Linked DNA regions of Mus musculus: all the other regions are linked to region 3. Evidence: chromatin contacts called from public HiChIP or PLAC-seq and promoter capture Hi-C data. All regions are on one chromosome and are shown on one strand. Each heading gives the region's core, a stretch centred on a gene start, on an enhancer-like site or on the middle of the called end of the contact. The rest is flanking DNA. Distances are from core to core; before and after follow the strand shown. Region 1 holds the start of Frs3os (fibroblast growth factor receptor substrate 3, opposite strand). Region 2 holds the start of Usp49 (ubiquitin specific peptidase 49). Region 3 holds the start of Mymx (myomixer, myoblast fusion factor).

Evidence for each region. Promoter capture Hi-C pulls out the DNA fragments that hold promoters and counts their contacts. HiChIP or PLAC-seq counts read pairs in DNA pulled down with a chosen protein or histone mark.
Region 1: a contact with region 3 is called in an H3K4me3 HiChIP or PLAC-seq map of embryonic forebrain, with 3 times the contacts expected there. The contact joins the promoter of Frs3os here to the promoter of Mymx in region 3. A contact is called at or near these places in 2 of 39 promoter capture datasets (embryonic stem cells and liver) and 1 of 115 datasets of contacts at active chromatin or transcription factors (embryonic forebrain).
Region 2: a contact with region 3 is called in a promoter capture Hi-C map of embryonic stem cells, with 3 times the contacts expected there. The contact joins the promoter of Usp49 here to the promoter of Mymx in region 3. A contact is called at or near these places in 2 of 39 promoter capture datasets (embryonic stem cells and liver).

Annotation. Positions count from the first base shown.
Region 1 is chr17:47,699,793-47,703,587 of GRCm38.p6, reverse strand. Frs3os (fibroblast growth factor receptor substrate 3, opposite strand) reads left to right here and starts at 1,592. Exons shown (of 3, transcript NR_045913.1): 1 at 1,592-1,974; 2 at 2,756-2,843; 3 at 3,146-3,619. Frs3 (fibroblast growth factor receptor substrate 3) reads right to left here. Exons shown (of 7, transcript NM_144939.2): 5 at 1,804-1,965; 6 at 864-1,018; 7 at 1-634.
Region 2 is chr17:47,629,366-47,633,372 of GRCm38.p6, reverse strand. It overlaps Usp49 (ubiquitin specific peptidase 49), which reads right to left and starts at 2,683. Exons shown (of 7, transcript NM_198421.2): 1 at 2,458-2,683. All of the region lies in intron 3 of Gm20517 (predicted gene 20517), which reads right to left.
Region 3 is chr17:45,600,174-45,604,467 of GRCm38.p6, reverse strand. It overlaps Mymx (myomixer, myoblast fusion factor), which reads left to right and starts at 2,401. Exons shown (of 2, transcript NM_001177468.1): 1 at 2,401-2,489; 2 at 2,783-3,501. The coding sequence starts at 2,797. The coding sequence ends at 3,051.

The DNA of each region.
Region 1 (3,795 bases), core at 343-2,842, 2.1 Mb before region 3:
AGTTGAAGACCCGCGGGGAGCCTCGTCGGCGGGTCAGTGGGACAGGGAAGCCGCTGTGGCTACGGGCGGAGGCCCGCGTGCTGGTGGGTTTCTGTAGCGGGGTTTCATCCTCCTCGCCATCAGGGAAGCCATTTGAGGACGGGGTAAGCCCGTCCCTGGAGTCCCCATCATCCCCAGCCTCCCCTCCCGGCTGTTGACCTTGGCTCTCCCACACTGGGGGAAGTGGGGGCAGGTTCTCATAGTGCAGCAGGGCCGCCCGACGGTGGGCCAGGCCACTCCACCCTCGCTCCTCAGGGCTCAGTCTCCAGCCAGCCCCTTGCTGCAGGCCCCCGCTGACGTTCTCGTAGGTGCATTTGGGCTGGGCTGGGCACTCAGAAGGGCCCTCGTTGTTGTTGTGATGGGGAGGGTCCTGCATGCCCGGGCAGAGGCTCTGGCACTTCATCACCTGCCGCCGAGCAGGGGTGGGGCCCAGCACGAACTTGACCTGCCCTGGCTGGAGCAACACCTGTGGGTCTCGCTGGTCGGAACCCTGTGTCTGTGCTGGGAGGGGTACCCTGCCCTCAGGCAGTGGCTGCAGGCAGTGGCGACTTCTGCCATCCTCATCCCCAGTTGGTGTGTTGACATAGGTGTGAGACTGCAGGCAGGGAGAGAGATGTTAAGTGAATCAAGTGGTTTCAAGGACTGGGAGGAGGGACAGGGCCAGAGAAGACAGGAAAAGAGCCAGAGTTTCTCCTGCCGCCTCCAACCCCCCCCCATAAGCGGCCCCTCCTGCTCCGGTAGAGGGGGGCCCTATCAAGTCTCTTCTGTTCTCCCAACCTTCCCTAGGTCCCGCCCACCTAGAGTGCCGCCCACCACCTGCACACCTGCTCCTCGGAGGCAATGAGGGTGTGGGTAGACTCTTCCCCAGGCGAGGGGTGTCGCAGACTGCTTGTGGAGGGTCGGCGAGGTGCGGAGGAGAACCGTGGGCCCTCTCCAGGGCAGCCAGGGAAGCCATTGGAGAAGCCAGAGACCGTGTAGCCTGGAGGTGGGTTCAGGGAAAGCAGTCAAGGAGAGGGGTATGGGAGAGCTGACAGTCATTTGCAGTCACGTGCACACATATTTGAGGTGCCCTGCAATCCTTCCAAAGGCAAGCAAGAGGCTCTCACGGCCCTATTATCACTCACTGCACTGACTGGGCAGCCCCCCACCCCCCTACACCTCTGCAATCAAATCCTGCCCTGCCCTCTGAAGCCACCCTGAGGCTGGCTCAACCTCCTACTTTCTCATAGACCTTATTAAACACTGATGGCACACCTGTCACCCCTGAACTGTCCTATGACCAGGCAGGCTTTGCCAGGGAGCACCAGGAAACCTCACCGACACAGGGGCCATTTTAGCCTTTCTGTCTCTCACAGGGAATACAATGAGCAGGGCTGTGTGGTCTGACTTAGCAGCCATCAAGAACAGATCATGGGAACCTCCACACCAATGTGAGCAGCGATGGCGCGCCAGCCAGCCAGGAGAAGTGTATTTTGTATGTGATCCAGGCCAGTACACGGAAGGAAGCAAAAAGCTCCAGACTGCTGTTTCTATGGCAACCCAACGTCTTCCTGTCTGCTTCCCAACCATCAGTTGACCCAAGGCGCAGGCCTCTGCAGCTCCAGCTTGAGTCACCCAACTGGCCCTGCCCAGGACTGATCCATCCTCAGGAATGGTTCTGACGACAGAAGACTGTCCAGGAAGGCTGGCTCACCCCAGCTCTCCCGTACCTGCTCCTTAGCTCGTGTGTGTATATGACAGGGTGACTGGGGTGGGGTCTCTCACCAGCGGGCTGTGGGGGCCCTCGAGGCAGGTCCAGCTCTGGTGGGTGGCTGCTCCGCGTGATGATGACCGGCTCCTCCGTCACGTTGATGCTGTTACACTGCATGAGGTCCTGCAGCAGGTTGAAGATGTCCTCTGCCCTCGAACACTTGAATGCAAAGATGCCTGGGGAAGGTGAGGAAGCAGTGAGGGCCTCCAAGACCCGGTTTTCCTAAGGATAGGTGCCTTCTGGGGTGGGGAGAAAACCATGGGTAGGTGCCCCATCTTCCTGTACCCATCACTCTGCCTCCCAGCTGCCCCCACCCCCAACCCTTCATCCAGGTATAGCCATCTCTACTATCTCTGAAGACAATTGGGTCTGACCTACTTCCAGCTCATTCACAGACTATTCAGACCAGAGGCAAAGGCCCACTGTTTCCACACAGGTTCCTCTCAGCTTGGGAGAGGCAGAGCAAGGCAGTCCAGTACTCCTTCCTGCAGCAGGTCTCTAAGCACTTCCAAGTGTCTGTCCACAAAGTGGCAACACTTGACTGAGCACCTGCAACTCAATGGCTCTGAAGATGCCAGCCTGGGGATCTGTAACACAGGCCTATGGGACTCGGGGGCAGCTGAGGGGGATGTGTGAGGTCATGCACACATCCACAGCAAAGATAGATGTTACCAGGTACGGTACCACATACCCACAGTTAATCATTAAGTTCAAGGCTGGCCTGAGCTACCCATGAAATCCCTGTCTCAAAAAGCCAGGGTATGTATATATGTATGTATGCATGCATGCATGCATGCATGTATGTGGGTTCCTAGCATGTACACAGTCCTGAGTTTAGTCCCCAGCACCACACCCACAGGATGATAGATACAATTAAACTGGGATATGGACAATGAACATTATATTACTCTTATATACTGCTACCCATTAGCTCCAGTACAGGGTAACTGAAGTTTGTATAAACAGGACGAGAAAGACGGCACGATATGTGAAAGCTGGACAAGACCAGAAGGACAGAAGTGGTGATACGTGGCTGTAATCCCACACTTGGGAGGTGAGACGAGAATCCCCGTGAGTTTGGAGACCAGTCAGGAACACATATAACAAGACCATCTCACAGGGGTGGGGAGGGAAGAGGAAGAGGAGGAGGAAGAGGAAGAGGGAAGGAAGGAGAGGGGAAGGAGGAAAGGAATGTGGAGTGGTGGGGGGTGCAGCAAAAGTCTGGCATTAGGAGGAGCCCTGAACTGGGAGCTCAGACAACCCCTCTCAGGTGCCAAGTGCGGATCAACCTCACCAGGAGGAAGGTGGCCTCTGCCTCACCTCTCTGCTCACACGCCATGCTTGCCTGTACCACAGGGATGAGGTGCATGCCAGGAAAGGCCCTTCAGCAATCAACCCGGAACACGCATTGCTTTGTGCTGTCTCGGGAGAGACAGCTCTGTCTGCGTGCAGCACAGTCCCAAGAAGGACTCCTCGTGCTGAGCATGTGTGGACCTAAGAAGCAAGGCCAGACCTCATGTCCCAACCTCAAGCTCATGAGCAGCCTGCCAGCCCCTGAGCCCTGCCTGTAGAGGGCACATGGGCAGGGGATACAGTATACTCCACTGCCCACAGGTGAAGGTGGACAAAGGTCAGGCTCTGGAAGGTTACGCTGTATATGAGAGACCCAAAATCCTGCTGCCCAAGTCTCTGTGCAAGCTCCTCAGCCCTGAGTAGCCATTCTCCTGCCTGACTTCTCTTCCACTGTGCACGGAGGCCAGTGTGTAGGGCCTGGCAGCTCAGGAGGGGTTTTCCTATGCAAAGGCAATAAAGACCTTGGAACCATGGCAACAGTGGAAAGGGTTGTTTGTCTTTGCTGCATAGCCTCTGATCCAAGAGCACCGCTCCTTCCATGGCCTGGAAGAACAGCAATGACAGGCATGGAAGAGGCCTGGCCTGGGTCCGCATGACTTTGCGATAACATGCTCGGGGCCTTTGGCTGAGGCCGCTCCCTGCTCTGAACAATA
Region 2 (4,007 bases), core at 1,434-3,933, 2.0 Mb before region 3:
GACAGCTTCAGTGTACTCATATAAATAAAAATAAATAAGTCTTTTAAAAAAAGACAGTACCTTAAACAGAGTATAACATAAATTGTTTAAGGCAATACCTTAAAACAGCCCAAACACAGCTACACAGGCATGTGCACATAACTCACATAAATAGCCATCTCATAGTAGAAATACTCCTCATTTTCAAAGTTAATATTTTCAGACTAATCTCAATTAGCAGCAAAAAATATAATTAAACATTTTTCTATAAGTCGGTAAAATCACTACCTACCTTGAATCTGCCTAGCAGAAGCCAGAAAGTAAACCATGAACTATAAGCTTGCCCTTAGCACAACTAACAATCCAGAGTTCAGATTCTAAGTTACACACACACACGTTTCTGATATTCAACCTTGCTAATGCCAGAAACCTAAGTTTTGCTACATATGCAAATATCCACCAAACAAGAGCAATCTAAAGATCACACAACCCTGGAAAAGGAGGCTAGGCTTTTCTTTTTAGAGATGACGCTAATCCCAGAGGTGAGTATTTGCGGCTCCTATGTTTGTTTGTTTGTTTGTTTGTTTCAGACATAGTCTCGTGTGACCCAGGTTGGCCTCAGACTCACTCATGTGGGCAAGGCTGACCTTTCTACCTTGGGAGTGCTAGGATAACAGGCATGCACCACCATGCAGTGCTTGGGAACCAAACCCAGGCCTTCATGAATGTTAGGCAAGCCCTCTACCACCTGAGCTCCACCCCCAGCCCCTAGACTAGGGGCTGTTGAGGTGGTCTTGCCTGCAGTGCTGAGGACCAACCTTGCACACCCTAGACAAAAGCTCCACCGCCAGCAACACTTGCAACCTCTTCAGGACATCAAGGGGAAACAGTAGCACTGTTTATCTGAATGTAGTTGTAGTTGTTCTCAAGGAAATAACCTTGAGAACAAGACTGGAGAGATGGCTCAGTTGGTAAGAGCCCTTGGCTGCTCTTCTCAGAAGACACACACTACATTCCTAGCACCCCCACACAGCTCACAAACGTCTGTCACTCTAGTTCCTGGGGAATCTGACTCCAGCTTCTGCAGTGCCCCTCTGCAGACACCAGGCATGCCTGTGGTATACAGACATACATGCAGGCAAAGCACCCATACACATAAAATTTAAAAACAATTCAAGAATAGTTTGTACCCCTGTCCCCCCAAAAGAAATTATACTTTACTTTTCACATTATTAAATATGAAGAAAATACTCATTAATTGTCTTAATTAAATATAATCACTTCAGAATGAAAAATCACTAAAGCACACTACCAATAAAGAATAAGTTTAAATTTGTCCCCAAATTCTCATCTTCCCTTTAATTTCCAAAATGGTCTTATAGTGCCAGAGAGATGGCTTATTGGGTAAAAGAGCTTGCTGCCAAGCCTGACTATCTGAGTTCAATCCTCGGTACATAAATGATGCGAAGAAAGAGCCAACTTCCACAAGTTGTCCTCTGACTTCCATAACTGCTCCACATACATACAAATAAATGTAATTATTTTCATTAAAAATGTGCCTTACAAATCAAAGGGTTCTAAAGAATATTAATATGCCCTTCCTATTCACAATCATACAATACAACAGGCAGAGGGACTGCAATCTTATCTTACAGAAGTTTTTTCATAAAAGGTACTCATAAAGCCATTATGCAATCTAAAAGATGAGTTCACAGCTCTAAAACTCTCCTCAGCTCTGCAGTCAACCTTTCTCCATCACTGTCTGAAGATCTGGGGAGAAATTACCCCATGAAAAATGTTCCACACAAAGCTGCAAGCAGCATACGAACTCAACGCCCTTAGAGCAGTGACTTCAGACTCCTGCTCAGTAAACTTCCCTGGTTAGTTATTTCTCTTTCTCTCTCTCTCTCTCTCTCTCTCTCTCTCTCTCTCTCTCTCTCTCTCTCTCCATATTCTTCAGTTGCTGAAAACAATTAGGCAGAAATCTGTCTGATTAATAAAAACCAAATGAACCATGTCTTTCTCTCCCCAACGGTGTACTCTTCAATGAGATGCCCTGGCCCTGGCCAGCGTCGTTAGCTCTAAAACAGCTCCTCCACCCACCCCAACTACCACATCCCACAGGCACATTGTAAATAAACACAATTCATTTACCCTTTAGCACAACATTAGTGAAACCAAGAGGTTTTCAGCACCCAAGGCTGCCAATTTTTCTATCCCACAAGAACAAAATCAAGTAAAAATGGGTCTCATCTTTTCAAAGTGGACATGAAAGTGGATTTTCAGGCGAAAGATGGAAACTGGATCCAAGACTCCTTGAAGAGAGAAAAAGGTTTCTGGAATTTCCTACTATTAGGGACAAAAGGACTCACAAATTCAATACACATTTCTCTTAACAAAGAACTCCTATGCTGCACCCCCATCTGGTCCCCCACTTCTCAGTCTTTTCCCCCTGTTTCTAGGTCCCCTTTCACTCACCATGGTTCCTTATCTTCTGCACCAAAGGCTCTCTACTTCAGATCCTTCACTACAGCGTTTGTGCCCTGCCCCTTCCAGACCTTCTGGGGCACTTCAGGGCAAAACATTCGTTTCCCACTCCTGTGCAGCCCACCCCAGTTCTATACCCACCAGGACTTCCCTAGCTTGCCTTAATCTCCTTTCTCTTTCCCCACTCCCCATTCCATCCTTTAATTCCCAGGGCCCATCTCCTCGGGTTGCCTTTCGGCCAATCTTTTGACTCCACTATCTTTACCTTGCTGAACCTCCTCGACAAGCAATTCTCCAGTTTCCCAGCTCACCATCATTCCTTCCACCCCGCTTCTAGCGTCCTTTCAGCGTTGTTTCTTTTTCTCCCAGAACTGTCCTATTAACGCCCAGCTCTCAGCTCGCTTCCCGTTAGCCCTTCCACTAACGTCCGATTCTTGATTCCACCTGGTTGTGATCCAGGTCTCCTGTCTCCCTCACTTTACAGAATTTACACCCCTCACCAGCTACTGACCCACACCTTGTCGATCCCACCCCAGCGGCTCCCAGCCCTTCAGCTCATCCCCAGCTCTGCACTAGTTCACACCCTTGTCACGTCTGGCTCTTAATCACTCTCCTCCACTCCCAACTACTACCCCGGCTCTGCTCCTTCCTTGTCTTCCACTTGCAACTCTTCTGGCCCTGGCCCAACACCTCCCACCTGCCAAGCCTTGCCTCTTCCAGACCCCTGCTCCTAGCCCTGACCCCGGATCCCTCTTCCCAGCCCCGGGCTTCCTAACCTCATCCCGGGGCCAGCCTGGGTTTCTTTCTCACTCCACTCTCCGGCTTCTAACCCTTTCTCTCCTAATCCTCTTCATCTCCTACTCAGCAAACCCTTCCGTCCCCGCCCCAGCCTGCCTTCCCCTCTCTCCCTTCAAACCTTTCACCTCACAACCCAGACGTCGCCCACCCCGCCAAAACGCAGCGTCCGCGCGCCGGGACTCGCGCCTTCGCTGTCGCCGCCCGCCGTCCCCGCCCCGGGCGCCCGGGGCCCGCCGGCGTCGCGGTCCCGCCCCCTGCCGCCGCTCCTCCCGCCCGCTAGGCGCACGCCGCCTTTGTCGCCCCTCACCGGGTGTGTGAGGGGATTTTTTTTTTTTTCCCTTTCCTTTAAAAGGGGAGGGCCGGCATGCCCGGGCCGCGTGTCCCCGCCTCCGAATATCTGCGCGAACTCCCAGCCACTGCGGCCCCTCACGCCCCCCGGGCCGCCCCCTCGGCCGCTCCGCCGGCCCTCCGCCCCCTTCCCAGCTCCCTCCCCTCTCTATTTACCGCCATCATCAGCACGCGCGAGCTGTCACCCGGGCGCAAGACGAGCAGGCGGACCACGCCCCTTATCGCCCATTGGCCCGCCTGTCAGAGCCCCGCCCCCAGGTCCCGCAATGCGCCAACGGCGCACCTTCCCGGCCGCGACCTGGGGCCCCGCGCCCTTTACGCAGGTTTGTGCCGTGGGCACCAAGTTTCGGGTCAGCGGCTGTGGCGGGCCGGTGTGAGAGGCTAAGACGCGGCGC
Region 3 (4,294 bases), core at 1,152-3,651:
GCTATATAGAATCATAGGTCTCAGATAATAAGTCTCTTGGCTGATATAATAAACCAAATTGAGCCAAATTAAAAAAGTATAAAAGCAGGTTTATTGGAGACAGCTCTCAAGCGGGTTTACCGGTCTCAGAGAATCAGAGGAGGCCAGAGAAATCTCCATGCAGACAGGGGTAAAGAGGCAGATACACAGACAGACAACATTGAGAGCACTAGGATCGAGCTCTGGGCTGGCTGGGGGCCTTCTTATCTGCAGCACCCACCTCGAGAACCTCTTGGAGGCAGATGATGATGTAAGCAGCTGCCAGGTCCCTGAGAACAGACCAGTAGCATCACCTGGATACTAACATAGGTTTGGTTTTTTTCTCTCTGCAAATTGTATGTGTGTGTGTCTGGGAGTGCAGAGCTGGTGCAGGCCAGAAAGATGTTGGATGCCCGGAAGATGGAGGTACAGTGGTTGTGAGATGCCTGACATGGGCACTAGGAACCGTAGTCAGGAACTTCTGGATGTGAGGTTTCACTGCGGAGCCGTCCCACCGTCCCCGCAAATTCCAATTTGAAAGAAAAGCCATGTAGATTTACTGATGAGCAGACACAGCACCAGGAAGCAAGGAATCTAGGAAAATACCCAAATCACAAGAAATATGCGAATTCCAGTTACAGAAGACTGGAAAACCCAGGGAAGGGTCAGCTCTGGGGTGCGGCCTGGCCGTTTATCCAGCATGAAGGTATCCTGATTCTCTACCTCAGGTCCCTCGTCTTTTAAATAGCTGTCCTGTCGCTTCCCTGCAAGGTGAAGGTGAGAAATTGAGCAAGACCAAGAACTCAAGACTCACCTGTTTTTGCTAGGCATCCACACAGCGGGGCAGGCAGGCCCATGGGGTGTGGGGAAGGGGAGTGGGGGAGTGGGTAGGTTAGGTGGGACAAGCTTGTGGCTACTGAACCACATCAAAACAAACGAGAGAGAAGCGTGCTCCCTGTAGTTCTACATTCTTGCCTCTCCATGTTTCCATTTTTAATCTTTAATCTTTTCTTCCGTCAGGGTCTTTGATACTGATGGGGACAGCTAATGACAGATAAGAAGGAACCATATTCCCACAGCTTTGAAGTTTGCAAAAAACACTTCATGCATACTCTATCAGTTCTCTAGAAGAACAGAACGGATGAAATGAGTAGATCAAAATTAAATAATTTAATTAAACCTACTAAGGGCTAAAGGGAAGGCCAATCCAGCAGAGATCTGAGCATCTGCCTTGGCCACACCCTTTTGATCTGGAGAGTCTCCTGCATCAATTAAGGCAATCAGGGCAGTTCTGCGGGAGAGGCTCCCTATGTAGATGATTTTAATTTGTGGCAAGTTGACATTGAAACCAACCATAATAGCCACCATCTGCATTGGACCCAGCCTGGAATTACAGCTGCTTTCTGACTGAGGCAGGGGTGGGGATGTGGGGGTGTGGGCGATGGGGTGATGAAAATCTTAAAACAAAACATACTGTGTGGCAGAGGCAGGAAGATGTCTGTGAGTTCCAGGTCAGCCAGAGCTACACAGATAAACCCCGTACAATAAAAGAAAAATAAACAAACAAACAAAACCCCCAAAAACCAAATAAAAAACTTAGGCCATACACCCAACCAGATATAGCTGGATATATATACAAATATATGTGTATGTATGTATACACACATATGTACATGTGTATGTATATATACTTAAAATACATACATAAAAACATATGTGTATATGTATATATATATATGTATATATATCCTTTAGAGTGAGGCAGGGAAATGACTGGAGAAGGTCTAGAACTGTATGCTCTTCTGTCCTTGAGTAGGCCTTGATGTATATCCAGCCCTATGTAACTGTGCTCAGTTAAAACAGAAACTGTGCCTCCCATCCTGTACCCTAAAAGGGCCCATCAGAGACTCCGCAGGTCACGGTTGGCTTGGCCACTGGGGTGGTATAGGTAAGCTGAACACAGCTTAGCTTCATCTGAGGTGTCACACACACACACACACACACACACACACACACACACACACACGCTGTCCTCTTCTCTGATTCCTCCATTTCCAAAGGTAACACCTGAGGTGACTGGATCCCAGAAGAGTCCACACGCTTCAGGTCACAGGGCTAGAAAGTACAGCTCAACGCTGAAGTCTGCCGCCATTCCACCCCACCCCATGGGGAATTCCTGCACATGGCCCCTCTTGTCTTCTCCTCCTAAGATGGCAAGAGGGAGCAGCTGGACCGAATATACCAGGTGCCAGAACACAGCTGTTCCCTCCTTGTCCGCCCCGCTCCACACCCAAGCTGAGCAGAGCTGGGTGGAGGCTGAGGGGGGTGGGGCTCCCTTGTGATGTCCAGTGATGCTGAATCCACCGCAGGCAAAAGCATCCTGAAATTGATTCTGAGCAGTTCTGACTGGTGAGAGCTGCCACTGGCCGGTTAGAACTGGTGAGCAGGAGGGCAAGAAGTTCAGGCTTCAGGTCAGAGTATGCAAAGGGAGGGAGGGATTAAAGGAAGTGGGTTCTGGAAAAGGCCCTAGCCTCAGTCCCCACCACCTTCCAGCCCTGGGCTCCCTTCCCATCTGTGATAACAGTGAGTGAACTCCTTAACCAGCTTTCATGCCAGAAGAAAGCTGCACTGTAAAACTAATCCAGTTGAAAACTGGGGAGTACAGAGGTATAAGCTGAAGGGAGGACTCCACACCCCCGCACCCTGCTTTGCCAGGTGAGGTGCGTGCCTGAGGTACAGTCTAAAACCCGGGTTCCCTTTGCAGGTGCAGGTCCTGCCATGCCCGTTCCATTGCTCCCGATGGTGCTTCGATCGCTGCTGTCCCGCCTGCTGCTGCCTGTTGCCCGCCTGGCCCGGCAGCACCTCCTGCCCTTGCTGCGCCGGCTGGCCCGCCGACTGAGCTCCCAAGACATGAGAGAGGCTCTGCTGAGCTGTCTGCTCTTTGTCCTCAGCCAGCAACAGCCACCGGATTCTGGAGAGGCCTCCAGAGTGGACCACTCCCAGAGGAAGGAGAGATTGGGCCCCCAGAAGTGAGGCCACGGGTCCTGGAAACAGCAACGCCCATCAAAGTACTTTTGGAGCCGGTTAGTCCAGGCGTCGGTCCGCACGCACGGGCATGGACGGCAGACTGCCCAGTGGGCGAAGACAGTCCGGGCTGAGTGCAAGAGGGCTCTGACCTGAACAGTTCCCACTCCCCTAGCTCCTAGCAGGCTACAGATTGTGTTGATTGACCCTTCCTCTCTGCAGCTCCCTCTGCCTTATCTCTGGCCTCCAGGGTGGACCTGCAAATGCGGGTATCAAGGTCAGTTAAGAGATGATGTTTCACTTAGACTCAAGACAATTTAGCTAAGAGGTGGTATTTAAATCCAAACTGTCCCGTCTACCTTAAAATTATAAGCCCTTGCTTCCCGTTAAAGAATGAGTACTTTCAAAGCTTGGTACGCAGCAGGTAGTCAATAAACGAGGACAGTGTGTTGTTATTGGTGGTGGTGGCTTTTGTTTTTGAGACTGTTTTATGTATGCCAGTCTGGCCTTAGACTCCTGAAATGATCTTGAACTAATTTCTGTCCTCTATGACTTTACTTCCAAGGCACTGGCATTACAGGCACACACCACATCCAAGCCTAGTTTGGGTGGTATTAGGGATTGAACCCAGAACTGTATGCACGCAAGGCAAGCGCTCTCTCTACCGGTTGAGCTAATTCCAGGCTCTGTGTTGGATGACTGAGGTGTCTCAGAAAATCTCACCACCCCTACTCTCGCCTACCTCTGGGTTGGTATCTGTGGGAAGCTGGAGAAGGGGCAGAGGTGAAGGCACTGACTGGTAAGACTTCCTTTGGATAACTTGTTCCATCTGTCTGTCCCTCGGTCCTCACAAGCTACAAGTTTGGAATTGTGTAACTTCATTTAGAATGTCCTCCTGCGGCCCGCCCAGCAATGGCTTAGATCTCTGTTGCAGGAAGGCTAGCTGGCTGACAGAGCAGGGAAATTGATCCCGGGTGTGCTTTGGAGACATCTCAGCTCGATAGTGGGATAAAGAAAACTCGTCAGCAGGCAGTGGGCCGGGAAGTGGGGACATGCGTGACCTTTAGGGACATCTTACTACCCTTGAAGAAATAAAATCACCTCAAAACTTCACTTCTAGGGGCTGGAGAGATGACCCTGTCAGTTAAGAGCACTAGCTGTTCTTCGAGAGGACTTGAGTTCAATTTCCAGCATTCTCGTGGCGGCTCACAGCCCTCTATAAGCCCAGTTCCACACCTTCCTCTGGCCTCGA